6 separate regions of the Mus musculus genome follow, and all the other regions are linked to region 2. The links are chromatin contacts, called in public Hi-C and promoter capture Hi-C maps. All regions are on one chromosome and are shown on one strand. The core of a region is the stretch at or near the end of the contact, and the rest is flanking DNA. Distances in the headings are between cores, read along the strand shown. Region 1 holds the start of Ctso (cathepsin O). Region 2 holds the start of Pdcd10 (programmed cell death 10). Region 3 holds the start of Ift80 (intraflagellar transport 80). Region 4 holds the start of Ccnl1 (cyclin L1). Region 5 holds the start of Map9 (microtubule-associated protein 9). Region 6 holds the start of Plrg1 (pleiotropic regulator 1).

Region 1 (4,385 bases), core at 231-2,730, 6.4 Mb before region 2:
CCCTTGGTAAGCTTAGGAGTCACTGTGTCTCCTGCTGGGGTTCTGGACCAAATAAAGATGAGAAAGTAAGCTGGGATACAGTATCCATGTCTTTCCCTTCCTGGCTGCTGATGTAGTATGGATGTCTGCTCCACACACATGTCACTATGACATCCCTATCATGATGATAGACTGTCCCTGAAAGTGTGAGCCAAAGTAGACCCTTTTTCACTTTCTTTAAGTTGCTTTTCTTGGCAACCTTGCTTTATTTCAGTAAGGAGAAAAAAAATTATACATTACATTGTTAGCTTTCAATACTCAAGATTAGAAAAAAAAAAACTAGTTGGCCAATAAACACCTTATCAACAACCTGTGACACTGACTACCTCACCCTATTGGAAATCAAGGACAGGTCTCAGTAACACACAGGCCAAGGACACTGAGAAATAGACTGGTAACAAGAAATGAGCTCAAAAGTAACAAAAAGGAGAACTAAAGCACAGCATTTTGATTTGAGTACAACACAAGGGTAGCTGAAGCCAAAGAAGGCCGGACTGAATGAATACTGGAACTTCTCAGGCCAAAGAGGACAAGGAGAACGGGGCAGAGCTATGGGGTTCTATGGAAATTTCAGAAAACATCAGTAAACACTAGTTAAATGGCCTAAGAGCAGCATTCCTGAATTCAGATAGACACTGAGTCGAACAGGTGAGTCCTCCTCTAATAAAATCGTGATGGCATTTTCTTTTTTCTTTTCTTTTTCTTTTTTTTTTTTTCAGATTTAAAAACCTTTCAGAGAGCATTAAGTATAGCAACTGAGGCCAACTGTGAATCTGCATTTCGGTCAGTTCCCCTGGTTACTGGGAAAATCTATCCGTGGTCAGCTAACTTGTCCATTTCAGAATTTTAAGGTTGGAGAGCAATTGAAGGATTATTATGAAAACTTTAAAAAAAGAAATCCGAATTTAAGGCAGTGAAATGTCTCCTGTTCTACATCAGTCTCCACCAAGTCAGAGAGAACTTGATGGTGGTAGACAGTTCCAGGACTGAGAAATCATTAACTTCCAGTTATAGGAGGAGAGAGCCAGTGCCCCCTGCAGGCGGCTTTCTATGCGACAGGTTTGGTGTGGGAAAGGCTTTAGGATTCAGGATACTTCTTCCCCTTAGCTTTGCTTTGGACATCTTTTGGTGCTTTGGGATATAGCACAGAAATCCTTGCCCTGGGGAATCAAACTTTTAGGAGGCAGTTCTACTGGGGAAATGCGCGCTTGGAGCTTGGGTCCCTCCCTAGGAGCCCCGGGGCAGTAGAGGGAGGGAGCTTGGTACCCGCAAGGCGGCGGCCTCCCGCTGGTGGCTCCAAGACCAGGTCCCGGCGACCCCGTGGCGGCCGAGACAGCAGCAACACAGTAGCAAGAGGTTCACCAACTGCGGCTTCATCCCGGTGCCCGAGGTCCACTGTGCCCGGCCCGCTTTCTCTTTCGGTTTCTTGGCTCCGCCCACTGCCTGTGTCCTGTGCACGCCCAGAAGCAGAAAGCTGCTGGGGTCCCAGCTGTTTTGTTTGTTTGGTGCTTCTTGGGATTATTATTGAGCTTTTGTGCTGTTATTGGGCATCTGGGATTTCCCTCTTACTTAATAAGAAAGAGAGCAAAACCTGACTTACACAACAGTATGAAGATACAAACTATTGTGTTTCCTGCTGTCTGAGATTCAGCCCTTCATTTTACTTCCTGCTGTTTAAATTGAATATGTGTTCACTGAGTGTGTGTAAATTGAACTCAGCAGGTTGTATGGGGACGTATAGTGTATGCGAATTTACACACTTCTCTCTATGGATGCGTATAAATACTTGACAAAATTGTTGCTGCACAGAACTGCACAATATCTTGTGGCCATTTCTCCACTTGTAGAAAGCTGCACCCGCTTCCGAAGTTTGTAATGAAATTTAGCTAAGTAATCCTAAACACTTCATTATATGCTGAGCACGTCCTGTGCTTTTCTTTGTTTCACTGTTAAGGTTGCTTTAATTTTTCTTATTATTTTATTATGTTGTTTTCTTCTTGCTTAGCTTACTTCATAATCCATCCACCTCACTTTCTATCCCCAGCTATAATTAACTGACGTAATTTTTAAAAATCTTGTTTCCTTTTACCATGGTGCCGGTATACAGAGTGTAAAAGGAAAAGGGGAACATGTTCAAACCAGTCAATATGTCTGCTCACTCACATCTCAGCTAAAGAGGTTTCCAGTACACTGCCTCAGAGCTCTCCTTTAAGGAGACTGAGTGATTTAAGATCTGAGACCAAATATCACAAATCGCTGGTTACCCTTGGGAGAAGACAGCCAGCTGCTTCTCAGAAGGGCCTATGTACACAAAATGCAAATTATTGTCTTAGAATGAGTCTTTACTCTGTGTTTCTTTTTTACCCCTTCTCTATTGTCCAAAAGCAGATCCTTTGTGGACAAACTGTAACCAGGTTCCCAGAAATCGGAATGTCCTGCATCTTTTGTTTCTTAGCTTCCAACCTGGCGTATATCTGAATAACCATAGTGTTTATTTTCTTGTTCCTTCACTCCCAGGCCTACCTACCCCGACTGCCCTACTTAAAACCCTAACCTTCTCCCCCTCTCCACCCTATTCTTCTAATACTGCCCCCATTGCCTCTGGTGTTCAGTCTGTAGCCTTTTGATCCATAGCACTTTTCTGTAATGCCAGCTTCGTGGGAGCGACAATTTCATTTCTTTAGTCTCTTATGCACCAACAACATATAGTGGGTATTCAATCAGTAAATGTTTGTTGATATAAACTTATTAAATTTAGTCCAAATAAACTTTCTTTTGATCACAGCAGTTATCCTGCATAAATGTTCTAACTCAAAGGATTGTCAAAAGACATAAATTATCATCAGAAAAATAACTTCAGTTTAGTAATAACAGGAGAGAATGCATAGAGATGAGTAGGCTACAACGAAGGGCCACTTGCAGAAGGATTGCTGAGATTAACATAAGCAGGAATCTGTGGGCTCCTTGCTATCTCAGTTATGCCTGCATTGCTAAACTTTCCAATAGGAACAGCATCTTATCACTGAGGGTCTAAAGGACCTCCCTGGTCTCTTCACACCAGGTCATATATTTTATCATCAGGTTTGCATCAGAGAACACAGTTACCCCCTGTACCTAATAAAAACTAAAGCTATAAATCAGATAGATGTTGGTTCTGCAGATGTAAGAGGGCAACGATATCTACAGTGAAGGCATCTGGAAACATTATTTAAAATAGATTATAATGGGTCCCGGAGAACCAGGTTCATGCATAGTGACAGTGATAAAGTGATTGATAGAAGTCACTATCACTGGAGGTAAAATTCATAATACTTCATGAGCAAAGAGGCCTCTATTTTCACTTTACACTGATGACTTCCGTGTATGTAACCGTGTCTGTAGCCCTAAGAAGGGAACATTCTACTCAGGCCATTGCTCACCCAACAGAGATAAACAGAGATGAAATGTGCAGAAAAGCAGACAGAATTTTCTCTGAGATGGATAACCTAGCCATATCAGCCAGCTTCCTATTACTAGAACAAAATAGCTGACACCACCAATATATAAAGAAAAACGACTTATTTAGGCTCTTGCTTATGAAGGTTTCAGTCTAAGAGCAGGCAGACTCGTTACATTCCTTTGGCAATTTGTCACAGATGAAAGAACAAGGCAGAAGTGGCAATGACAAAATTCATGAGCCTGAAGTCAGAGAGCCACTTCAAGGGTGTGGCCTAAAGAACTTTCACTGGGGTGTTCATTGTCTCTCAGTAGCACTGCCCAGAGACCAAGCATTTAACAAGGGGGCCCTCAGGGCAACTCTGCATCCAGACTACAGGATCAACTCTGGGTTCCCCTTGTTTAGAGGGATCTGAAAAGAGACACTGAAGACCACTTCTTGCTACTCACAGTTTGGTGCATGTGACCATTAGTGAAACATCACATTCAAAAGCCTGAGGGTAGAAATGCAGGCAGTATGCTCCACAGACCTAAAGGAAGTAAATGTAGACATATGGAGTTTAAAAATAATAAGTGACTGAGATAAATACCAAGCAGAGATCATGTAGCTCTTCAGAGGCCATGTAAGAATGTAATTAGGATTATATGCTATAGAGTAATTATACAATTATTTTAGGGGCCTTGAGAAGGCTTTTATCTGGGAGTGAGTGTACACATAGAGGAGAGTGGCAGGAACTACTAATATTTGTTGCTGTGTGGATGGAGGTGGTGGTGTAAGGTTTGCTTAAGGATATAGCCACTGGAAGATGGACTCAATGGATACTCTAATAACCATGAGTTTATGGCATGCACAAATTGAACTCCTTGGATTTTGAAATTTAAAATCAACCATAAAAGAGGGGACAGTCAAG
Region 2 (4,632 bases), core at 1,438-3,937:
ATCAAATTCTTTCAAAAGGTCATTCTTACAAAGGCTCTAAAAGAACTTCATTGCCAGTCACATAATTAACTATTATCTTTTTTTTGTGTGTGTGGAGGGAATAACCAGAGACAACAGGTATTCAGTTTCCAAGTGAATCAGCAAAGAGCCTGAACATCTAAGACGGACTCAGGACCATGCACCTACCATCACACATAACAAGGGCAAGGACAACCTTTTCCAAGTTTTATTAAACCACCAGATCACATTTTCTCTCCCAAAAGCATTTTCTGGAGATCACATAGCCAGATGGCTATGCCAATTAATAGGTTTCTAGTAGTATACCAAAGATAACATCCATCCTTACTGTCACTGCTAAGTTTAGTGGCTTCTATAGCTTTTTTCGAATACTTACATGATCTGCTTAATCTAAGCCTAGATATTTCTTGGTTTTGCTTATTTATTTATTTTTTAAGATTTCTCTGTGTGCCCAGGTCTTTGGTGTATTAGAATGTGGGAGAAAAGGATTTAATTAATTTAGTAGTGGGCATCTCTCATCAGTATCTGCACTTAGTAGGACTGAACCTTAAGTAATGGAGAGAATACCTTTGAGCCACTTTAGTTTTAGAAGGCATCTTGTGTGCACTGCAAAAACAAAATTCAAAATCTTGCAGTAAACCAGAATAGTATGACAAAAGAAGAAAATAGAAGGTGATTTCTGGATCTTATTGACCCCTCTTTAAACAATCTCAAGTATTCTGGCACCCTATGGAATAGTCAACTGTCACAAGAAAGCCATTTCAGAGCAGAGTATGCTGCAATATGCTACATGACTAACAGGCATATAATCTGGGACACTATTTCACAACAAAAAAATGAACTAAGCACGTAGAATTTTAGTACTTTTCCAACCCAAAAGGCTGTAATCTGTCATAGGTGCAAAGGTAGGATTGACTACCTAACATAACAAGTATTACAACATAATTCCACCCGTATGTATTACTAGCATTCAAAAGAGTATACACACAATGAGAATGAACTATTATTGTGTGATACTATATACCTCTAAAATGAGAGCCCATTATAAAATACTAAAGGTTATCATTTTACACATACTCTCTTCAATAGAGGAAAGCTCCTCCACACAGTTCCCTTGTACTCCTGTTTTTAAAACACGAACAAACGTTACCGGACACAAATGAGAGAATAAGAAGCAGCGAGGAAGTACACCATATGTTCCCGTTGTAGGCTAAACCCAGGTCTTTGTTTCAATATTCCAGCGCCAGCAGGAAGGAAAAGCCAAATACCCACCCATTTCAATTTATTTTCTCATTAATGCTGGTAAAAGTTATACTTAGGATAGGTTTAGCCGGAACCCATCCTATCTTATTATTTGCTTCTTTAACCCATATCTTTTGCAATCCAAAGACCCTGCAATACAACCGGTTATCTTGGATAGACTGTCCGTGGCAGGACAATCTGATAAACTAACACAAGCGTCAGGCACTGAAGAGGACAAAGTTATTTTCTTAGTGAAACAGTTACAAAGTGGTTCTCTATCAATGCCAATTTTGCCTTTTTAACAGCTACGCATCTAGCTTGACACCATCCACCTGGTACTCAATTAGCAGGGCTTTCTTCAATCTTGTGATCTCCCAGACCAGTTTTAATGGTGCAACTCAAAACAAAATCCTTAACCACGCCCTTAATATCCCAGGCAGAGTTACCTTTTGTTTTTTGTTTTTTTTCTCTCTCTCTACCAAAGTCTGTAATTGTACGTAATTGTACTGAAAAGGTTTGCACCGCGATCCTAAGTCAACATAGCACTCTTTCCTCCAGTATCCAGGCGTTCCTATTGTCAGATGCCTTCCTCCCCAGGTTGCTGTGCTGTAGCCCGCAAGTGGCGCCCACGCTTACCTCCTTCACACCTGCAATCCCCGCTCGGGATGCTGGAGAGGATGCTGGGCAGGCTGAGACTGCTCCGGATGCTGCTCTTGCCTCTCTCCAGGGAAACTACAGACTAGGCTGAGCTGAAGCTTCTTCTGAGATTCAAGCTCCGCCTTCCCCGCCTCTAATTGGCCGAAGCTCGGGCTGCGGCTCCTCCCACTGCCATCTGCGCAGCCTAGGCGCAGAGCGGTACCCGAGGTCTCTTAGTTCCTGGTGCTCTGACCCCTTCATTTCGGACTTTCTCCCCTCTGGCATCGCACCTGGCCCTTCCTCAGGTCCTGCTTAGCTCTTTTAGCCGGCTGGTCCAGTGAACACGGGAGTGGGCTGTCCTTTGGGGGTATGGGGGTACTGTTGCTTCGGAGTAGGCGGAGCCCACCGGTCTAGCCCCTAGAGCCTTCCTCCCCGCCTACCCATGGACTCAGCCCAGCCTCCTGTCGCTTGCTACCTCTGGCCCCCCGCCCTTTTCTTTACACCCATCCGAGGGCACCTCCCATCGGTGGGCGTGGCGTTGTGGGCTATCTTCTCATTCTGATTGGTGCAGGTGAGACTCGGCCCCGCCCTCCCTCGTTTCTGGGCGCGCTCTCTCTTCATCTCCTCCCCTCCCTCAAAGACAGGGAACTCTCTTCTGATTTGCTAGAAGTGTCCCCACCTATTGCCTAAGGCGTTCTCGCACAGCCTTCTGGGAAATGTAGTCTTACTATTGCAGGAAGTGCTAACGGAAATGGAGGGCGGAACTACAAATCCCCATCGGGCCTTGCGCGACTCCTGCTGGGCAGGATTCCGGACAACGCCTGGTTCCTTTCGGGTCCTTCCGGCGTCGCCGGAGTGAATTGATCCGGGAGTTGAAGAGGGCTCCAAAGGTGGGAAGTGAAGTCCGTGCCTCAGTTGCCGGTAAGGCGAGGTTTCTCGGTTCGGGTCCGCACGGCTCCGTGGGCAGCCAGAGCGGCCTGGGGTCAGGCGGGGACCGAGGCGGAGGTGCTGAGGCTAGGCTCTGGCCGGCGGGGCGGACGGGTGGGGAGCCGGGCCTTGTGGGCGTCAGCGAGGTCTCTACGCGAGCTGCGGAAAGCTGGGTTTGTAAATGCCTCCTGCCCAGCCCGGCCCGGCGCCTCCAGGAAGTCCGCTGTGGGTTTGGGTGGAGGGGAAGGGTGAGGTCGGCCTCCCGGGTCTCCACTGACCGAGGGGGCGGATGTGGTGGGGTGAGGTCCCGGGCAGGTGAGGCTAAAGCTTGGCTAGGCCTGGAGGGAGCGTGGGTGCCCGGGAGTCGCCTCCCGGTGTGGCTGGGGTTATGCCCTTTGAGGGAAGAAGAGAGACAGTGTTGACAGTTCCGACTCAGTTCCAATTTCCTCTCTGAGGAGGTGATTCTTAACTCGGAAGGTTTGTGCCTCTTGACTCCAATACGTCAGATGGATGTATACTTCTCAAGTGCCCTCGAAGCGCTTTCACTTTGGGATGCTAATGAGACTACTGTAGAAGCAAATGACGTGCCCAAGGTCACACAGATCTTCAGAGTCTAGTCCTCCGAAAGTCCAGTTTCTGACCAGAGTTGTCGGCTTAGGAAGAAAGAGTGGGGAGGTGGGTGGTAGTACTGGAAGCAGATAGAAGAAGTTGCAAAGTAGTGTGCCTGTTTGTCAGAAACGGTTGTGAGGTGCAGAGAGTTGGTTTGTTGACGTGGAGTGGAAGCTTTGCCAAAGCATCCTCTCTAATGTTCTGTAAAACAGGAAGGATCGCTTTAGCTTAGATCTTTACCCCTTTTTCTGGGGTCTACTGAATGATAACACTCACTTTCCACACGCCATTTTTAAAGGATAGATAATATTTAGGAATAGCTCAGTGTTGCCATTAAGAGAATAGTCCTTTTCATTTCTATTTTCTTACCATTTTCAAAAACTATGGGTGAAACTTTCACAGAACTTACTTTACAGATATTCATGCTTTCATTAAGTGAAAATTAAGTGCAGAATCTTGGAGAAATTGTACCATGTTCATTACAAGAAGTGACCCTTTGGGGGGGGGGGTCAGGTTTTTACTTTTCTCTCATTTTCTTCACTCCATGTGTAGACAGTAAAACATACACTTGTATATTTTCTTTTCTTGGCATCATCAGTGAGTTTTAATTCATTCTTATTTAATGTTAATGAATGATAAAAATGATGCTTCTATATTGAATGGAAAGAACTGCAGGCTTACTATGTAAATTAAAATATAAATACATAGTATGTACTGTAAGTATATATGCTATATATTGAATGTGCTTTGCTTGCCATGATTAATATTAATTTTTTTTTAATGCAAAGCTGTTTCTGGGATCAGAAGAACCAGTCAAAATGGTCTTGTTTGAAGGGGACTTTTAAAGAAAATGGAGAGTTGTGGTACCATAAAATGAAGCAAAATCAGGAATAATGTAACACCACACGTCACAGTAAGGGAAAAGTCACTAACAAAAGGGAAATTATCTGGGATTAATTGGTTTTGAAGTGGAGTTTGAAGTGCATTAATTTGAGTGGGCCATATGTAAGTCAGTGCTGGTAAAGCAAGAATGCTAATATATTTTCTAGATGACAGTGTGGACATTTGTTGTTTGCTGGGAAAGGTATGAAATAAGTTTTAAGTGGCACACAGCTGTGTTGGTTATGGAAGGACTTTTTTAACAACAAAAAAAGTTTTGTCTTTGATTTAGTCCTACTCCAACTCTGTCTGTATCTCTGA
Region 3 (4,580 bases), core at 19-2,518, 6.6 Mb after region 2:
CGGAGGAATTCGCTCAGGCCACCCCCGCCCCTGTGGAACCATCTCATAAGAGAAGGACGTCTGCTGACAAGTCTCCTCCCGTCGGGGCTGGGGAGTGAATGTGCTCGGAATCGGGGAGGGAGGGAGAGAGGTACAGAGTGGGAGAGAGAGAGAGAGACAAGTTCGTCCAGCTTCGGGGCTGCGTGGCTACTCTCCAGAGCAGCAGCGCCTGCCTGCCCGGGCGACTTGTCAACCCCCTCCCTTCTCCCCGCCATTTAGGTCCTGACGCCCGGACGGCCCTCGGAGAAGTCCAGGTCTCTTTTCCTCATCGCCCCAGCGGAGAGGATGGCCGAAGCCGGAGTCACCCGCCACACACTGCTGAACTGGACTCTGGCAGCGTCTGCTTGGGTTGGGTCACTTTCCGGGATAGTAGGGGGTCTAACCCTCCCGGGTCCGGGGCGGAGTCCCGATGGACGACAGTGTAAGCCATGCCAAGTGCCCAGGAGAGGCTCTGAGTGGGGCTGCAGTCCCCTTAGGAGACAGGACGGATCGGCCTGGGGGAGGGGACGCTCTGGCCGAGCCAGGCTCGCTGCCTCCCCCAGGAAGAGGCGCCGGAGCCGCCGCCCGGCCGCCGAGGGGGAGGGGTGACAGGCACGGGAGCTCGCCGAGCCGCCTCCGCCGCTCCAGCTCCAGGCCTTGGGGTTGCGGGCGCCCGCGGGGCAGGGAGGAGAAAGTGTGACAACCTGATCTAGAAGAGAAGGACTTCACCTGTCGGCGGGTCCACTCCGAGCCGGGCTGAAATGGTGGCACGGCCGACCCCCCGCCTCGCTCCTCCCGGTGTCTCGGCTCCGGGTCCTTCACTCGAAAATGGCGCCTAAAATCCAAACTCGAACGGAAATTCGTTACAAACGCGCGCAAGGGTTTCTGGGACCCGCGAATTTGAAAAAAAGTGCGGCGAGTCCCACCGCCATCTTCGGGCCGTTCGGGCGCATGCGCGGGCTCTACCCCAGGGACCGTGGCGCCGAGGGCCAAGTTACGACTGGGAAGGGAGAGCAAGCAGGGCTACGTCCTTTCTGTGGACTTTAACAGAAATGAGAGTTTCGCACTTCTAGAACGACAGCATTTGAAAAACTGGAGGAATTTGAAAAAGAAGGAAAAAAAACAAAACAAAACAAGCAGGGTCCCGCCTACAATTGTAGGCGGGTCCAAGTTGCCCAATAACACCTTCCAGGGAGAGGGCGGGCTCGGTTAGGGGCGGGGTCAAGAGCCCGCTCGGGTGACTGGCACCTAGCAAGTATCGCGGGAACATGGCAGGGGGAAACGCTCGCAGCGCTTAGAAATCACTATGGTGACGGAAAGGTCGGGAGGCTATTTGGTAACTAGTTCGAGCTCTGAGAGCAGTCGCCACCGCTTTCCTGGAACTTGAGGTAAATTTCTTCATCTCCAGAGCCTTTGAAGAAAGGGCTTGGAAGCGGTAGCGGTCATTAAGACCTAGCTTCTCTTGGTTAGATGGGATGAGCTTTGCGGGAGCATCAGTTATTTTCCATCTTCTTCCAGCCACCAGGGTGTTGATCTTGGGATGTGGAGTTTACAGGTAAAGCGAGGAAACCGGGATTATTGAGTTAACCTTGTAGTCCATTTATGAATAACAATGATTTTTGAACTATTTTGTGTAAGTGACACTACTGAAAGGTGTTGAGTTTAAATAACCATTTGGCCAGCAGGGCTCCTAGTGGGAGAAAGGATTCGCTGGTGATAACTAGTTACCGTTATGGGGGAATTAGTTCATAAGTAGCATTTGTCTTTGTTACACAGTGAAAGGAATAGCAAGGGTTGTTAAATGGATGCGGCAATTCCTAATCCCGAGCGGTTTAGTTTCCTTAATGGGCTTTTAACCTGAGTTTGAGGATAATGATGGTTGGGACAGAGTTTCTGACTCTCCGAAAATTGTATACCAAGTTTTGTGTGTTTTGGCATTGTTTTCCTGAATGTTTAGTGACCCTATAATTTTGAAAAACGGTCTGTATCACTCATCCTCCCCAATGTTAAAGAACCGCTGATTAATTTCGCTGCCCCCAGTAAGTATTTATACAGCAACTTTTAAATTGAGAGCTGTTAGCCTTTCTCTTTTTTTTTCCTCAACCTATTTAGGGTTTGGCATTTTAGAGCACCAATAAACCTTTTTTTTTTAAAAAAAAAGATTTATTTATTATTATAATCTAAGTATACTATAGCTGTCTTCAGGTGCACCAGAAAAGGGTGTCAGATCTCATTACAGATGGTTGTGAGCTACCATGTGGTTGCTGGGATTTGAACTCAGGACCTTCAGAGAAGAGCAGTCAGTGCTCTTAACCACTACTGAGCCATCTCTCCAGCCCACCAACCTTTAATGAATGAATTTACATTGTTCTAAAATATATTATGGCTTTGAGATGCCTAACACTTAGATTCAGTGATTCTCAGGAAGTGCTGGAGAGGACTACAAGTGTGGGAGTCTGGAGGAGTTTGGAGATTGGTGTGGTTTGAATAAACGTTTGCTAATATAATAATGTACCTTTATATTTCTAGTTGAAAATAAATTGTCTTCATAAAATAAATGTCACCATGAAGCTCAATGAATATTTTTTGGGGGGGGTATGGAGGACTAGTAGGAGTACCAAGAGGATAAAGGGATTCTTTTTAGGGGCTTCTGGAGTATTTTGTATTTTCAGAGGTTCTAAAATACAACAAAGCTGAGCGGAAGAGATACCTGCTATGAAAGAAGTAGACTGGGCCAGGGGAGATGTGTGGTGTTAGAAGCACTTACTGCTCTTGCAGAGGACCCAGGTTCTGTTCCTAGCACCAACATGGCTCTCAGAACCGTCTGTAACTCCAGTTCCAGGGATTCGGTGCCCTCTTCTGGCCTGGAGAGAGACATGCATGTGAACCACATCATGCAGAGAAGACACTCATACATGTAAAGTAAATGTAAGAAAAAGGTAGAATAGACCATATGGGAAGGTGTATATGCTAGTCAGAGCAGAACTTACTAGAAAGCTATAAGTAGGAAGCAGGAAGGCTGGAGAGACGGCTCAGCAGTGAGGACCACTGCTGCTCTCGCAGACCTGGATTTGGTCCCCAGCACCTATACTGAGAGTTTATACCTGCCTGTAACTCCAGTCCAGGGGACCTGACGCCCTTTTCTGCACAATGGTGGTGCTCGGCACACACATACGTGCATGCAGTATACACATTAAAAGTTAGAAAACAACCCTAAATCCTATTATTTCTTTGGATGTAGAATTGGGCAGTTTACTCATCAAGTGTCTCTGGGAATGTTAAAAATCAACAGATAATGTCTATCTCAGAGCAGTGTTTGTTCATCTAGTATACATAAGTATTTGATATTACTATGTGATGGCATTTGAGGAAGAGTAATTTAGGAAGGATCTTGAAAGGCAAATTAAGAATATAGCTACAGGCTGGGTGTAGCTTGGGAGATGAGGCAGGAAGTTTGCCATGCATTTAGAATACCTGGGCTATGTGTTGAGTTGGAGCCAGTGCTATAGAGTGAGAGTGTTTTTTAAAAAAAAAAAAAGGAAGACTTCTTAACAACTGAAATGGGTTATGTTGTTACAGGGAAAAGAAATCAGTCATAGGTTTAGATAGATCGATATTAAACACTCTTTCCTGAGTAGGGAAGAGTGCCTAGGCAAGAGAAAGGAAAGATTCACGGTTCTTTTGGACAGACTACTGCTGTTACAGGTTTTGGTGGTTAAGAGTATAAACCCTTAAAGACAGTCAAGTGCCGTTCTTTATGGATCTCTGAGTTAGTGAAAAGGCAACAGGTAAAACAAGCAGTAGTGCTGGCCACTGAGTCGGATGCTGGTATCAGTATGGAAAGTCTTAACTAACGTGGAAAGGAGTGGTCTTCAGTAAATCACTTAACGACAGCCTCAAATTTAAATGAACTTAACCATGCCCTGTCAGAACAAACATCTCCCTCCCTCTCTCCTTCCCTCTCTTCCTTGAAACAGGGTCTCATTATAGCTCAGACTAGCCTTGAATTTCCTATGTAGCCAAGGCTAGCTTTGAATTTCTATTTATCTGGACTTCGAGGCAAGCATCATCATGCCTGGCAGCACAGACATTTTTATAACAGCTATAAACTAAGTTGCGTAATGAAGAAGAGATATAACCGAGAGCTATAGAGTAGACGTAAGTCGGAATGTGAACATGATGAAATAGGCATTTAGGGATTAGGGATGTAGGCTTGGTTGGTAAAGTGCTTAAAGAGGCCCTGGATTTGATTCTCAGCTCTGCATAAAACCTATCATGGACAGTATACTCCTGTATTGCCAGCACTCAGGTGGACAAGGCAGGAGTAGAATAAATTCATGATTATTTTTCACAGCTAGTTTAAGGTTAGTCTGGACTATTAAGCTTCTGTCTCAGAGAAACAAAACAAATCTGTGTGTGTTGGTCCAGGCCTTCTAGCACCTGGGGGGCAGAAGCAGGTGCATCTCTGTGAGTTCAAGGCCAGTCTGGTTTATTATATTACTGAGTGTGATTAAAAATGTCAAACAGTATTGGGGGAGGGCATAGTGCAGTTGCAAGCGCCT
Region 4 (5,034 bases), core at 490-2,989, 9.6 Mb after region 2:
ACCTGTCCCCTGGACTTGTGTCTCCTATGCTGTCACAGAAAGTTTGGATATGAAATGCCTGCCACATACAGACCCTGTGAAGAGCTTGTCCTTAGTTAGTAGCACTGAGAGGTGATTTAATCACAAAGGCAAATACCTCATAAATGGGTTAATCCGACGATGAGGTCACAGCTGGACAAGCAATTAGGAGTTGGCAACCTACTTGAGGAGGGAGATCCCTGGATATATTCCCCTTTCTCTTTGTTGGTGGCAAGGGATTTGTTTTTACCAAGGTCTCACACCATAAAGTTCTGCCTACACAGTCCTACAGGTATAGGGCCACATGGCTGTAGCCTGAAACCTCAGAGACCATAAACCAAAATTAAACCTCATTGTGGACTTTCTAGGTAATCTGTCAGTGACAAAAAGCTATCACAATCATAAAATTTTTGTTTTTGAGGCTTTAGTTGAGTACTGGGATTAAAGGCTTGTGCCACCACTTCCTGCTCTATATAGCTTTTGTTTGGAAGAGGTTTTGTTTCATTTTGAAGATATTATATAGCTCTTACTGGCTTGGAATCAGTCTGACCCTCTAATCAGAGATCCACCTGTCTTTGTCTCCAGAGTGCCCGTCCCAACACACTTTGTAAAAATGAGCTGTGAAAATACCTTGCTTTGGTGACTAAGATGTATCCAAATTTTCAGTGCGCTCTATAGGTCCAAGGTTAAGACACTTTTCAAGAAAGTAAGCTTTAACAAAATAACAATTCCAACCCTTTGTACTGAGTCAGGAGATTTTTCTTTCTCCCTAAAGGCCATCTCAGAGGATTAAGCTGGAATAAAAAGATCATGGGAGGCCAGAGGCAGAAGGATCAATTGTTTCACGGTCGACCTCAGCTTTTGGGACTTTTAGTATGGATGGAAAAAGACCACAGCTCTCAGCCAGGCGGTGGTGGCGCACGCCTTTAATCCCAGCACTCGGGAGACAAAGACAGGCGGATTTCTGAGTTCAGGGCCAGCCTGGTCTACAAAGTGAGTTTCAGGACAGCCAGAACTATACAGAGAAACTGTCTCGAAAAAAACAAAAAAACCACAGCTCTCATCTTAAAGGGAATAAATGATGGGTTATCCTGGAGCCATTTTGATTGACCATGGTCCCGGAACACAGATTTAGGTTATTCCAAACTCCATGTAAGATGAGAGCTGTGTTTTTCTCTTCATTGACACAGGGATAGTTACTTTCTCTCCACTCTGACAAAAACCATCTCTTTAAGACGAGACTCCCCAGCGCAATGAAATCGCCCGTGTACTGTCCTCGCCATAAACCTATTTTTGGAACTAGGGATTTTCCAGATTACTGTAAACCCGGCGAAGTGAGGTCAGGGCTAGGCATGCCTTTCTAGGCTACACCCCGACACCCACGCGCGCTCGGAGCTTTCCGGAAACCCCAGGCGCTCAAACTGGGAAGCTGCCCGGTTCAGAGTCACTTTGTTACACTCCGGTGTCGCCGACCGCCGGACTGTCACCAACGCGCAGACCGTGCAGGGGTATCGGGGCCGACTCACCAGGCCAGAGTCCGGGTTATCCGGTGACTAAAGCCATTACCACCCCTGAGCCGCCAGCACCCTGCCCCGCCCTGCCCATCCGGACCCCTCCGCCCGGTGTCACCGACCGAAGCGCGGAGGAACTCGTTGGCGCGCGCGGGGAGTGGAGTGGGGTGGGGTAGGGCGTGTCGGCGTGGTGACGTCAGGGCGGAAGCGCACGCTGCGTGCGGCGGCCTGGAAGCCGGCGGTCACGGGAAGATCCGTCGCGCCGAGGACGCTGGTTAGTCTCGCTTTGGGTTCCGGCTGCGTCGGGCGTGCGTGGAGCTCGCTGGAACTATGGCGTCCGGGCCTCACCCGACCTCGACCGCTGCCGCCGCCGCCGCCGCTGCCGCCTCCGCCTCGTCCGCCGCCCCGAGCGCGGGCGGCTCCAGCTCCGGCACGACCACCACGACGACGACCACGACCGGAGGGATCCTGATCGGCGACCGCCTGTATTCGGAGGTGTCGCTCACCATCGACCACTCGCTGATCCCGGAGGAGCGGCTCTCGCCTACCCCGTCCATGCAGGACGGCCTGGACCTGCCCAGCGAGACGGATCTGCGCATCTTGGGCTGCGAGCTCATCCAGGCCGCCGGCATCCTCCTCCGGCTGCCGCAGGTGAGAACCCCGGCTGGTTGCGGGCCTCTCCGCCGCGGCCAGGTTTCTCCGGAGCCTGCGCCGGGCGGCGGCGGCGGCGGGAGCTCGGGCGGGCGAGGGTGGGGATGCGGGGGCGGGCGGCGCCGCGCGGCCCGGGCGGGGGAAGGGAAGCGAGCGGCCGCACAAAATGGCGGCGGCGCCTGGTGCGGGCCCGCCTGACCCCGGCGCTTCCGTTCTCCTCTCTCGTCTGCAGGTGGCGATGGCTACAGGGCAGGTGCTGTTCCATCGGTTCTTCTACTCCAAGTCGTTCGTCAAACACAGTTTCGAGGTAAGCGCGGCGGAGGCGGACAAGAAGGGATTTCTTCATCCGGAAGCGGGGAGGAAGGGGGTAGGAACCAGCTTTTCCAGAAAGGGAGTGGTTAGCTTAGGCCTTTGTACCTCGTTCCCACCCAGAAGGAAATGGGGCCCGTAGAGCAATGTTTCAAGAACTAGAAAATGGATCCCCAGTTCACGTGCTCTGTTAACCAAGAACTACGTTTTCAAGCCATTGCACAATTCTAGCAAGAGGTAGCTTGATTCTGACCCAAAATTAAGAGCAGTTGAGCAATAAAACGTAAGAGCTGGTCTAAAAATGTCAGCTTCGATTTTATTTCGCTAAAAAGCCCGTTGTATCCTAAAGAGGGTTCTTTGCCGGTCCTTGGTGACCCACATCCTTGGGCAGGCAGATGTACATACAGATGGAGTTCCTGGAAGCCAGGACTACACAGAGAAGCCCTATCTAAAAACAAAACAAAATAAGGGTTGTTAGACTTTGTTAAACTGTTTCTAGTTTAACTTCACTTGGATTTTTACCTGGGTTCTTTCAGATTGTTGCTATGGCCTGTATTAATCTTGCGTCAAAAATCGAAGAAGCGCCAAGAAGAATAAGAGATGTGATTAATGTATTCCACCACCTCCGCCAGTTAAGAGGAAAAAGGTAAGATTGGCCTGTTGAACATAGTATCTCTTGCTGTACTGTGCACCAATCATCCAGTCAAAACATCTTCTCCCCTCCCTCAAGTCAGTGTGGATGCAAAAGAAAGCGGACATTAGGTGCTGAAATTCACGTAGGAACATTGAAACTTTTAAAATCCCCTCCATTAACCAGCTATCTGAAGTTTGTAGAGACAGTTGCATTGTGGACAATTCTAGAGTGCTGTGAAGCCAGTCCCTTGGCTTAAGATTAAACAAGAAAGGGAGTACGGTTGGCTCAAGTGGGAGTGTATTCTGTAAGTTGTGTTTCCCCTCCCCTCTCTGGAAAACTGAAGGCTGGACATGTAAGCCCTGTAGTTCAAGTTAATGTTGTGGCAAAGTTCCGTGTAGGTCGTTTTTCTGCTTGGAGTCCCAGTTTCTTCATCAATTGAGGTTGGCTTTTGTTAGAGTACTTCTCAACATTGAACTACGATATATCGCATAATGCCGCATCTGAAAGGACTGGAGGATGATAAAGTTTGAAGTCAAAGGGATTGAACAGGTATTCTGTTTTGGTCAGATGTAGTCTCAGTGAGTTCCTTAGAAAAATAACTCATTGAGTTGCTTCAGATAGGGCTCTTTATTCGATCTTGTAAGAAAATAGAGTCTGAAACAGTATCTTTTAGGTGTAGTGATACCCTGGTAACTTTATGTGGGCCTATAAGGCAGTACCAAAGCTTGTTGCAGTACTCCAGGCTCTACAGGTGATTCTAGGACAGGCTGATGGATATTTGTGGTGTAGATTAGTTTCTAAGGAACTGTGAGCTTGGAAGGAATTTAGCTATGACAAGATAACCTGTTTTGGGAGTTGGGTGTTGCTTAGTCCTAATGCGTATTGAACATAGGTAGTCTTTATTGTGGAAGCTATAAGTTGGTGGTAGTGGAAGTTTGAAATGAGTAACACAGTCAATTTTTATAGCATTTTTTTCTCTATACTATTCAGCCCCATCTTTTCTAACTATGTGCCCAGATACAATTTCTTCTGTTTGAAAACATTTTTAGTTCTTTGTGAAGAAAGTTGAGAAATGGGGGAGTTTCAAATTAGTGTTTAGTATGTTCTGAGCTTATACTTGTATTTTAGATTACATGGCTGATTTTTTTTTTCAGGGTGTTTTTACAAAACACTGAAATACAGAATTCTTATTTTTAGTGAATAAAGGAACATTTTCTAGTAGTATATGAGTTGTTGAGCCAACTATAATCACATGATCGTTTGGTGTTTTTCTGTGGGACTTCTTCCTTCCTAGGTGTCAGAATAGGATCATCTTTTTATAAAACTTCAAAATTTAAAATAATTCAATCTGACTGGCTTGTATTGGATATAAACTTCATTTTTGATCATCATTAAAGAGAAATTGATTTTGTTTCAATGTTTCAAATTTGATTATAGCATGAAATTCTTAAAGAAGTTAATTGCATGGAAGCCCCCCTTTTAAAAGCAGGATATAAGTGTTTCTATGCATATTACAAGTTTACTCAGACATGTAACTTGTATATGTTATTAACTTCAACTCTTTTTTCCCTTGCAACCGACTATACAGCGACCAGCTACATTTACCAAAGCCTGGGTGATGTGGAGTGGTACATAGAGATGAAGCTGTCGTCATGGCAACAGTGAGTGAAGTATCGAAATCCCCAAGGAGAAGCCAGTGTTCTGAGAATAGGTCACTGGAATCGGGGACTAACAGGTTGGCCACTGGTGAACCATTTAGAGAAAAACAAACAAACAAACAAAAAACTCCTGTTTCTTGTTAAAAGCTTTTGTCTTTGCTGTCCAAGTTATTAAAACTATAGCTTTAAAAGGTGGTGGGGTTTTTATTTATTTTTCTTTTTTTCTTTCCCTTTTTCCCCCCCATAGGGCATG
Region 5 (4,719 bases), core at 1,495-3,994, 6.8 Mb before region 2:
ATTTTTTCAAGAGGCTACAATTAATAACCTTTAATTAATAGTTCTTCTGATTGACTTCAGAAGAATTTTAAACAGTGCAGAAAATGTTAAAGACTATGGGGGACTTTAAAGTTAGACTGAATGCATTGTGCATTGGCCATGAGTCTATGGGTTATAGGAAGTGAGTTATGGTCACTTGGGTGAGAATGTTTCCCGTAGGCTCAGGAACTTGACTACCTAGTCCCCACGTGATGGCACTGTTTGGTGAGGAGGGACTGGCTTGTGGATGAAGTACTTCTCTGGGAGTGGGCTTTGTCACAGCCTTGACATCATTCCAGGTCTCTTTCTGCTCTGTGTGTCTGCCGTTGAAGGCACCTCGCTCACATCATTTTGAACTGTAGACCGAAATGAACTCTTTTTCTAAGTCACTTTTGCTCATGATGTTTTACACCAGCAACAGAAAATCAGTTACTATACCCTCTATTACAGCCCCAGATCTGGTCTGTGTCACAAAAGCATTACATAAGCACCACTGTTTAACCCTGTGAACCCCGGTTGCAATTACAGATATAGAATTCTTAAAGTTGAACTTAAAGATGAAACTACTTCCAAAGACAGCTTAGTCCTAAGGTAGCATTTTACTATAGACCTAGTAATAGTTTTAAATTTACATTCAGAAATAAGTAGAGATAATTTGTGATCTCCTTGAAAATTAAGAGTGGCTTCCTAACTCACTGCACACATAGAATTCTGAAGCTAGTGAATTCACAGGCATCCATCATGAGAGGTTATGGGATAGGTGAAATGCAACTAAGACAGCAAAACACAGGACCCTGGCTCATTTGTCTATTCACTTACATACCAATCTCGTCACTGTCAAAGTCATCGGAGTATTCGGAACTTCTCTGCCTGGCTGACCGGGCTGTAATGGCTCTGATCAGCTCATCCTGCAACGAGATCAGTAACTAACATCAATTCCCATTCAAGCAGGGATGTCTCGTACTTAGATCTTAAAACAACTATACTCGGTTATTCTACATTCACATTTAAGTTCATTCACCCAACTTTACTCTAAGCCTACGCTGTACAACGTACCCACGTCATCAGACTCAGCGCAGAATTGAGCCATTTCCTCGGGACTGGTAAATAAATAGGAAGTGACTACTAGTATTAGATAGATTAATTGCAGGTTACAATCTTCGCTAAATGCTAATGAATGATAGGGGCATCAATTTAATTGGATTTACTAGAAACTGACATTCTGTTACAGATGCCTACATTTTGAGGGAGGGAAGTGCTTAGGTTTGACAAGCATGACAGGCTACTTTGATAGCCTACCACTGAGGCAGACCCTCAGCCTCAAACTGGTCCTTGAAGTGTATTACAGAGATGGGCATAATGTGATAAACACGGGAACAAGAGTTGGATGCAGCATTGGCACAGTCAGACCTTGTGACGCTTACGACAGAAAACCAAAATCTAAAGAGAGCCAAGCTCTGAAGTCGCTCTTTGGCTTGCAACTTAGAAACCAAATATTGAAGACAGGATCCTACAGAGAGGGGTGTTTCAATACTGGAGCCCAAAGTTGACAGATGACCTACAACACACTAACAGTGAAGCAAGAACTCCTCCCACGTCATGCCAGATCTTGTGAGAACCAGCAAGGGCTAGGCAGCAGCATAATCAAAACCAAATGCTTTGCAGCGTTTTACCTGAAAGGAAGTTCTCTTGGTAGCCTTTGGACTCTTGGTGTACGCCAAAGTTGTGCTGAAGATTTCATCGGACATGGTGTGTCCTTTTTCTCTGCTTTTATACAACAGTTAATAAATTACTGAAATAATTCATTCAACCTCTGATGGTGGCTGAAATATACATATAAATATTTTAAAGAATTAGACGTTTTTACATGATCAAGACACTGTTCCTGGGATTAGTGCCCCACAACCCCGCTCCAAAGAGAAATCGCTCTAATCATTGTACAATATATTCACCTAAAAACGTTAAGAGCGTTTTATGTTAAGTACATAAAAATTTCACAACAAATTGGTTTTCACGAAAAGAAAATCCATGAGGAAGTTATTACTGTTCTACATCCACTAGAAGGATGAATGAACTACATAATAACAAAATGTTGCCAAACAATTTCACTTTCCATTATTAAAAACACACAGCATTGCGGACGCCACCACGACTTAGTTCAAGCTGCAACCAAGAGGACTGTCAAGGTTCCCAGCCCCGGAAATGGCTTGCACATAACAGTATTCAAAACGATGCTTAACCACAAGCAGCAGCGACATTTTCCCAAACCATTCGTTTGCTGTTACACACACATCTCCACACTAAGTTGCAGCACATCAGGCTTCCAGCGCGCGACGTCGGAGGCCCATTTGGATCGCCGGCCACCGCCCAGAGCTCCCCGGGCTGGCCAGGCGGCGTCCGCATCCCAGCTCCGCGCGGCTCCCGGCCCAGCACGCGCCAGGGCCCCGCACACCCAGCACGGTCCCCTCCGTTCCTCCACGTACCACGGCCCGCGCCTCCTGCATCCACCCCGCTCCCCGTGCACCCGGGCCCCTGTGACCACCTGAGAACCCAGCGGCTATGCTCTAGCACAGGTGTCGCCCCCGGCCCGGGCCTCGCGGTCTGGGAAACCAGGTATTGGAATAACCTGGAGGCGGGGCAAAAGATGGAGGCAGAAGGCGGTTGCTAGGCAACAGCGTCCCCGGGAGGAAGTGACTTCCAACCGCCTGGTCTCTTGGGTACCCAACACCGCCTTTCCGCCGGCGTCGCTGGGACAACCGCACAGACCAAGGAAGTGACATCACTGGTGGAGGTGTTGGGAGCGCGGTGCCCTATCAGCTTGTGTGCAATGGCTGTTACCTAGGAAACAAGACCGGCCCTCTGCCATCACGCCACAAGGAACCTTGATTGCCCCTGCTCAGAGTCCTTGTTTATAGGCAGGTATTGCGTGACCACGATGCAAAGCTTCCTTTTGCTAGTTAGAACGTGGAATGCGTGAGTCAGTGCAGTGTCAGCGGACTCAACAGAACGACGTAGTAGTGACGTTTGCAATCGTCGGAGTTAAACTGCACGTTTGATTCTTGGAATATGCAAAATAAGATCTCTATGATTTGATAAGAAACTAATAAGACTGTCTCCTTAAAGGATTGCAGTGAATACCGAATACAATATATAGCGAAATATTGGGAAATGTTTAGAATCGCATTCAGTTAATATTACATAGGAGCGTTTCTTGTAAGTAATGCAGTTGGGGGGGGGGGGGCGGAGGAGGAGGAGGCAGAGAGTAGGGGTAGGGGTGTGTGTGCTAAAGTATCCCATAAGCACACACAGCCCAGAGCCTGTTTTACATCTTTGGTGAAAAGTTTACCCTTTCTATATTTAGTAGATAATCTGGTTAAAAAGAAGTCAGCAAATAAAACACAGGGGAGAAGGCTGGAAAAAGTACTGCTGACAGTATCACTATCTTTGCCATTTAATAATTTATTAATACACAAAACACTTAAACTTTTAAAGTTACACAGACTTCATCTATTTTTAACTTGAAAAAGGTATGTCGAAATCAATTCATTAACAAGTGACTAAACTTGTTTCTGTATCTCCACAATGTTTCTTTTAAAAAATAACCCTGACAAATAGATCTTTAAATACACAAAAACAAATATGAAGTTCAGTGAGAAAAAGGTTTCTAAGTAATATTTGCAATAACTCCTTTAAAAAGCCTAGTTTAAGTTTTTCAACTTGTTCTTGGTTGGTAAATTTGTTTTGGCTAATTATGTTGTTTTTAACTATTTTTAAGTGAATATCTGCATAAGGAAAAGATTTTCTATTTTCACCAGTTACTGTTAGCTTTTCTATCCTACATTTTATTAACATCTATGATTCTGATAAAGGCCCTGTACCCACGGCGGGTACCCAAATGGGAAGAACTAATTTTTAGATAATGTGTAAGGGCTCTATTCATTTGGTATTCATTTAACTGATATAACTTTAATGTAGGCATGACTTACAAAAATAAACTTACAACAACATCAATGATAGAGAACACTGAGTTCCCAGCTACCAATAGGGCCGGGTTGCACACAATGGGAATGGGTTTCGGATGGTTGTTTGCCACAAGCACAAAGTGAGAGGCTCTAAAGAGAATTCTTTCTAGCAGCAATTCAGTTGTTACACATGTGAGTTTGAGTTGAGTACTAAGTATGGGAGAGAAGGCTGGACCTGAAGTCCAGTATATGGACCCACCTAACCATGGTTTTGAGTGGCTCAGCACAGGAACTGCTTTTAGTTAGTGCTCAAGATAATTTACTGTCAGTGATTCTTCAGGTTGCCTTTTGGTTTTGGTGTGTGTGTGTCTTTGTGTGTGTGCATGTGTGCACCTGCATGAGCACCTGTGCATGCCTGCATGTGTTTGGGCAGGATATAGGGTAGACGAAGACCCCTTTTCATATCACAAAGAAATTGAGATGTGACTTTTATTCAGCAGTTCCTAATCCTCGCTTAGCACAAAGTTAGTTGTTCTGTGGCTTGTGGTACAGGTTAGAGATCAGAAAAAATTGTTTAAAGGAACAAGGGTCTGTGCTCACAATCATCATGGGAGCAGTCTATGGGCACTGGATGGTATGCTGTAAGACATGAGTCCCCACAGCTCTTGCAGGTTGAAGGCTGAGTTCAGATACAAGTTGCAGAATTGTGGGGGGAAGGCACTGTGGCCAGGGAGAGACT
Region 6 (5,064 bases), core at 688-3,187, 7.5 Mb before region 2:
GAAAATAAAGTATTTAACTAGGGGGTCATGGCTCAAGAGGATAGAGTCCTTGGCCATAAGAGTAGGGAGCATGAGAGCAGGCAGGCAAGCACAGTGCTGGAGCAGCAGCCGAGAGCTTACATCTGATTGGCAAGCATGATGTGTGGGGTGGGGGTGGGGGGCTGGACAAGAGGGAGGGAGTAGACAAGCAATAAGGGAGCTAACTGGGAATAGTGTAGGCTTTTGAAATCTCACAGCTTCTCCCCAAGGCCACACCTCCTCTAACAAGGCCACACCTCCTAATACTTCCAAAACAGCTCCACCAACTAGAGACCAAGCAAGCATTTAAACGCATGAGCCTATGGAGGCCATTCTCTTTCAAATCATCACACTGGGTGCCTGTAAACTATAGTTAGGTAATGATGTTTTTACTGCAGAAGACAAGACAATAGAAAAATGAGTTACCATTACTTATATTACACTAGAAAGCCACTTGCTATTGCCCAAGCGTCCTGTGAGTATGCACTTTTAAGACCTTTCAAAGTCCCCTCCTCCCCTCTCTCTGCACCCTTCTGTTAATATTAAATACTTTAGCAACTGAAAAGGAATAAAGCTTACCTCTCTTCATCCAAAGGCACGGGTTTTCCATTATCAGCCACAAACATGTCATGGGTCCTCTTCAATGACCTGAACACCAGTGTGTGTACAGAATGCTTCTGTACCTCCTGTAAAGAGACAGCCAAAAATCACACATCTAACAAGAGACCCATACACCCTAATCGACATGAGAGTCATTATGCAATTTCCACGCTAAATATGGAGAAGGATATACACTCCTCAATAACTGTAACAAACTACAGCAATCAACAACGAAGATGAGAAAGCTCCTGTCTGGCCAGAGCTCTTAGAAAAGTAACTGAGTAATGCCTACAATGTGTTCAGTAGATATTTACCGAGCTAGTACTGTATGCGGCATGCAGTGTACTCAAGAGGCAACAGACAAAAATAAGCAAAATAATTCCACATTTTTGGAGGGTTCTATGAAAATAGGCAATGGGATGAGTTGGTGGGGGGAGAATTGGTAGATATAATCAAGAAAGGTTTCTCTCAGGTGATAAGCAGAGAGGGAGACAGCCTTACACGGAATAGAGGTACAAGCAGTGAAAGTGTGGGAAATCCCACTGCAAAGGTGTCCAGATAACTCAGAACCGCAGCAGTTGTGAATGCTGCGGAAGTGTGGGTTTCCAGGGTCGGTGAGGTTTAGACCTCTGCCACCACCAACATTTTTACTCTATAACACTGGAACAGAAAGCAGCACTGAACTACACTCCTGCAATGTGTTCGTTAATCCTAAGCACTTAGACCAGCTGGAAGTTATTGAATGAGTCCGGGCAAAAGATGTTAGGCTAGACTCGGAGGACTGCAGTGGACCTGGAACGCAGTGGGTGGGAGTAAGAAACGTTTGGGATACGCAAGAACAAACAAACAAACAAAATCAAGAACCGCACGCCTCTACTGCGGTAGAGATGAAATAACAGTGGAACTGACAAGACAGCACGGACTAGCATCCCAGCCACGGTGGGAACATCAGAAGCCCCGCCTCCCAGGAGACGGCCAGGTACCTACGACAACACACGGACTGCAGGATTCCCTCAGGCTTCCCGCCGACTGAAGCTCGGACTTGGGATGTCATCGGCCTTCCTCCCACCCCGACGTGCCGAGACCACCAGCTTTGACTACAGTTCCTTTCCCCAGATTCCCACCACTTTCATCCTACACTTCCGTGGGCAAAGCAAAGCTCCAGGGACAAACGACTCCCAAGTACCCAAGCATCACTTTACCTCCACCATGTCGCCGCCGTTTAGTCTACCCCTCCAGCAGCGAAGGAACTCAAATAATCGCCGCAGAAAACGCCGCCACTATTCGGCAGCTCTTTCCGGAGATTGGGGCCCGTCGCCGGACGTGACGCTAACCGCACATGCGTATTGGCAACCCGCCGCGCAGGGGTCGAGGGGCGGAGTCTAGCGGTGGAGGGCGGAAGCTAGGCGGAGTTGCGCGGAGCCTCTTGGAGGAGAGCGGGACTTCGGCAGCCGCTGGGCGGGACTGGGGCGGGGTTTGGGCGGGGACGAACGATGTCTCCAGGCAGAAGGGCGGGTCTCGGCGGAGCTGGGCGGAGTCTCCTGCCTGAGGGCGGAGATTTCAGCCGGAGCTAAGGGAGCGCGCCAGCCTTAACGTTTAGGGGCGGTACCTGCTTCCAGAAGCTTGGTGCTCCTTACTTGGAGGTTTTAAGCAAGCAACTTTTTCGTTTCTTTTCTTTTTTTCGAGACAGGGTTTCTCTATGTAGCCCTGGCTGTCCTGGAACTCACTCTGTAGACCAGGCTGGCCTCGAACTCAGAAATCCTCCTGCTTCTGCCTCCCAAGTGCAGAGATTAAAGGCGTGCGCCGCCACCACTGTCCAGCTTAAACAAGCAATTAAAAAAAAAAAAAAAAAAAGGTTGAGAACTTAAGTTGGTTTTATTTTATTTGGCTTGACGCTAAAGTGTTGAGGTTTTGTGATTTACCCAGGTTAAAAATAAATCTGTGGCTTATATGATCGATCGTTTTCAAATGTTTTCTGTATTGATGTAGTTGCTATTTGCGATCTTAAGGCGTTTTCACAGATTGTGCGTCTTCCTGAACTGTGGTTAAGTTCACGGATACCGTCCTCAGAATACTGCGAATACTTTGAGAAGGATGAAACGTAGCGCCGATACAGCAATGCTCTCGCTCGATTTATATTTTAATTCATTAAAAACATGAAGGTCGTGTTTTTAACCTGAAAATGGACATTTCTAGTCTTTTTAGTTTTGAGCCTTAACGTCAGCGCCATCTTTGTAGCCCGCAAGTAGTCATTTCTAAATGTGAATGTGAGTTTAGCCAAAGGATCTTATTTTCTGTAAAAGTGGCTAATGTTTGTGCACGTTGCAAGGAAATAGTAATAGCCATAGAAAAGAACATTTTAAATCACAAAACACTAAGGAAATGTAAGAAAGACCTTAATGTATCTATGTTAATATAACTACTAGACAACTCTCATTAAACTTGTGAGATACCTTAGTCATCCTGAACACAGCTTATGCAAGGCTCATAAGGGCAGTCTACTGAGGTAAACCACACTAGGTTTTACTCTTCTTACAGCTCTTGAATTAAGCCACCCGTGTGAAAATTTCCTTCTTAAATGAATAGCTTGGGTGATCCTATTATCTAGTCATGAGACCCATAAATCACACATATCATACACAGATCTCCTGTTCATATAGGAACCTGGGTTTTTCTGTTTGCTATGGCCTCCCTCCTATTTTCTTGTATTTGAAGGGATCCAGGATCTTTGGCTGGTTAGGAGTCCCAGTTCAGAGGTGTTGGCGCACGCCTTTAATCCCAGTACTGAGGAGGCAGAGGCAGTCGGATCTCTGAGTTCCAGGATAGCCAGGGCCAGAACTACACAGAGAATAAAACCAAAACAAACGAAAAGAATAAGATGTACGTGTCTTTAAAAGTAAGCAAAAACCTGCTCTGGCTAACCTTGCGAGCTGCCTTTTCTGGACAGTAGAGGTCACTATGGCTCTTCATAAGTGTGCAGAGGACACTTTCTTTAAGCAAACATGACAAATTATTTACGAATATAAATATGAATGCTGCGTTTGTATGTGTGAAAACAATCGTGCAGATTTTAAGGAAAGCCGTTTTTTCATTAACAAAGCTGTTTTTTTTTCATTCAGTAATACAAATCCTTTCAATCTCCTTCAATTAGTGTACCTTGCCTGTTGAGCAATGATCAGTGAGGTAGAATGTGGCCTGGTACAACTGGGACAAGCAGAAGGCCTGACAGGTTTAACTGAAGAGTCGAAAGTCTAAGCAGAGACTGCAGTAGCTGAGTCTTCCCTCTGCAATGCTGCTGTGAATGAGAAACCAAGTCAGTGGATCTGATTCTCCGCTTACTTCCTTTACAGATTCCAATCTGCTTAAGAGACTCTGATAGGACTAGCAGGAGGTAGGGCTAGCATACCCACTCTTGGTCACCTGTCGCGTCCAGCATACTGACAGGACCACTGTAGAACCAGTCCTGAACTCCAAAGACATCCCTAAAGCTTGTGGTGGTTGGTCTCAACAGAAGCAGAGAAGCAGCCTTTTCTTGCTATCGCTCCTATGATCCGTATCTGGTCAGATGAGAGAATGTCCTCTTGTCCCTGCCCCCATGGCTCCTTATCAGCTACACACAAGGATCAGCAGAGGGATCAACAAAGGAAGCTGTCAGCAGAGACAGCGACCTCCTACTCTTTCGTTTTTTGTTTTTTGTGGTTTTTGTTTTGTTTTCTGAGACAGGGTTTCTCTGTGTAGCCCTGGCTGTCCTGGAACTCACTCTGTAGACCAGGCTGGCCTCGAACCCAGAAATCTGCCTGCCTCTGCCTCCCAAGTGCTGGGATTAAAGGCATGCTCCACCACCGCCCAGCGACCTCCTACTCTTTATGCCTGCCACAGACCTTCTCCTACCGCCACGCTGTTCTGATGTTTGTGCCAGAAGTTCAGCTTGGCCTTCAACTCTTACTCTTCAGTTGTAGTTAAGAGAAGCATGCTAAAAAGACTAATGACTGTAACGTTTGCAATCGCATGCCCGAGTAAACAAGCAGAGTCACTGATAGGTCTTATCTGTTTATCCATGCATATACTTATAAACTCACTCAACGGATACATTTGAAATACGCCAGGTGCAAGGTGTGCGATGCAAGCACTCATTGCTACTCAGCCCCTAGTTGCAAGTTCAGAAGCCCTTTTCATTTTAATGTCCATTTCCCTCCGAAGGTTGGTACCCAAGTCACGAAGCAAAAGCCTCCTCTCACTCTGTACCGTTCAGCACGGGTTGCTGTGGCTAACTTCTATTTCCTGTCTTTCCCCATAAACTCATGGCCCTCGTCTCCTTTGTTCACCGAACTATCCCGCCTGGCACAAAGGAGGAACTCAAAATGGCTGCCTAGTTCAAATTGCCTTGTGCAGTGTAGTCTAGGCCTCACATGAACTGAAAAACAGTCACAAGAAGTGTCTTGAAAA

Evidence for each region. Promoter capture Hi-C pulls out the DNA fragments that hold promoters and counts their contacts. Hi-C and Micro-C count contacts between places; a contact is called where the count stands out from the background.
Region 1: a contact with region 2 is called in a promoter capture Hi-C map of pre-B cells. The contact joins the promoter of Ctso here to the promoter of Pdcd10 in region 2. A contact is called at or near these places in 2 of 39 promoter capture datasets (the C10 cell line and pre-B cells) and 1 of 484 Hi-C or Micro-C datasets (CD4 T cells).
Region 3: a contact with region 2 is called in a promoter capture Hi-C map of second pharyngeal arch cranial neural crest. The contact joins the promoter of Ift80 here to the promoter of Pdcd10 in region 2. A contact is called at or near these places in 3 of 39 promoter capture datasets (maxillary cranial neural crest, pre-B cells and second pharyngeal arch cranial neural crest).
Region 4: a contact with region 2 is called in a promoter capture Hi-C map of pre-B cells. The contact joins the promoter of Ccnl1 here to the promoter of Pdcd10 in region 2. A contact is called at or near these places in 1 of 39 promoter capture datasets (pre-B cells) and 1 of 484 Hi-C or Micro-C datasets (CD8 T cells).
Region 5: a contact with region 2 is called in a Hi-C map of rod photoreceptor, with 6 times the contacts expected there. The contact joins the promoter of Map9 here to the promoter of Pdcd10 in region 2. A contact is called at or near these places in 1 of 39 promoter capture datasets (pre-B cells) and 2 of 484 Hi-C or Micro-C datasets (CD4 T cells and rod photoreceptor).
Region 6: a contact with region 2 is called in a Hi-C map of rod photoreceptor, with 10 times the contacts expected there. The contact joins the promoter of Plrg1 here to the promoter of Pdcd10 in region 2. A contact is called at or near these places in 3 of 39 promoter capture datasets (the C10 cell line, liver and pre-B cells) and 2 of 484 Hi-C or Micro-C datasets (CD4 T cells and rod photoreceptor).

The regions. Positions count from the first base shown.
Region 1 is chr3:81,929,696-81,934,080 of GRCm38.p6, reverse strand. Ctso (cathepsin O) reads right to left here and starts at 1,480. Exons shown (of 8, transcript NM_177662.3): 1 at 1,306-1,480. The coding sequence starts at 1,416.
Region 2 is chr3:75,554,907-75,559,538 of GRCm38.p6, reverse strand. Pdcd10 (programmed cell death 10) reads left to right here and starts at 2,687. Exons shown (of 8, transcript NM_019745.4): 1 at 2,687-2,817. Serpini1 (serine (or cysteine) peptidase inhibitor, clade I, member 1) reads right to left here and starts at 2,046. Exons shown (of 9, transcript NM_009250.3): 1 at 1,897-2,046.
Region 3 is chr3:69,001,258-69,005,837 of GRCm38.p6, reverse strand. It overlaps Ift80 (intraflagellar transport 80), which reads left to right and starts at 1,268. Exons shown (of 20, transcript NM_026641.2): 1 at 1,268-1,406. Smc4 (structural maintenance of chromosomes 4) reads right to left here and starts at 1,100. Exons shown (of 24, transcript NM_133786.4): 1 at 748-1,100.
Region 4 is chr3:65,954,954-65,959,987 of GRCm38.p6, reverse strand. Ccnl1 (cyclin L1) reads left to right here and starts at 1,739. Exons shown (of 11, transcript NM_019937.4): 1 at 1,739-2,180; 2 at 2,413-2,487; 3 at 3,026-3,135. The coding sequence starts at 1,860.
Region 5 is chr3:82,356,097-82,360,815 of GRCm38.p6, reverse strand. It overlaps Map9 (microtubule-associated protein 9), which reads right to left and starts at 2,744. Exons shown (of 14, transcript NM_001081230.1): 1 at 2,561-2,744; 2 at 1,692-1,841; 3 at 842-926. The coding sequence starts at 1,766.
Region 6 is chr3:83,052,411-83,057,474 of GRCm38.p6, reverse strand. Plrg1 (pleiotropic regulator 1) reads right to left here and starts at 1,937. Exons shown (of 15, transcript NM_016784.3): 1 at 1,821-1,937; 2 at 598-704. The coding sequence starts at 1,829.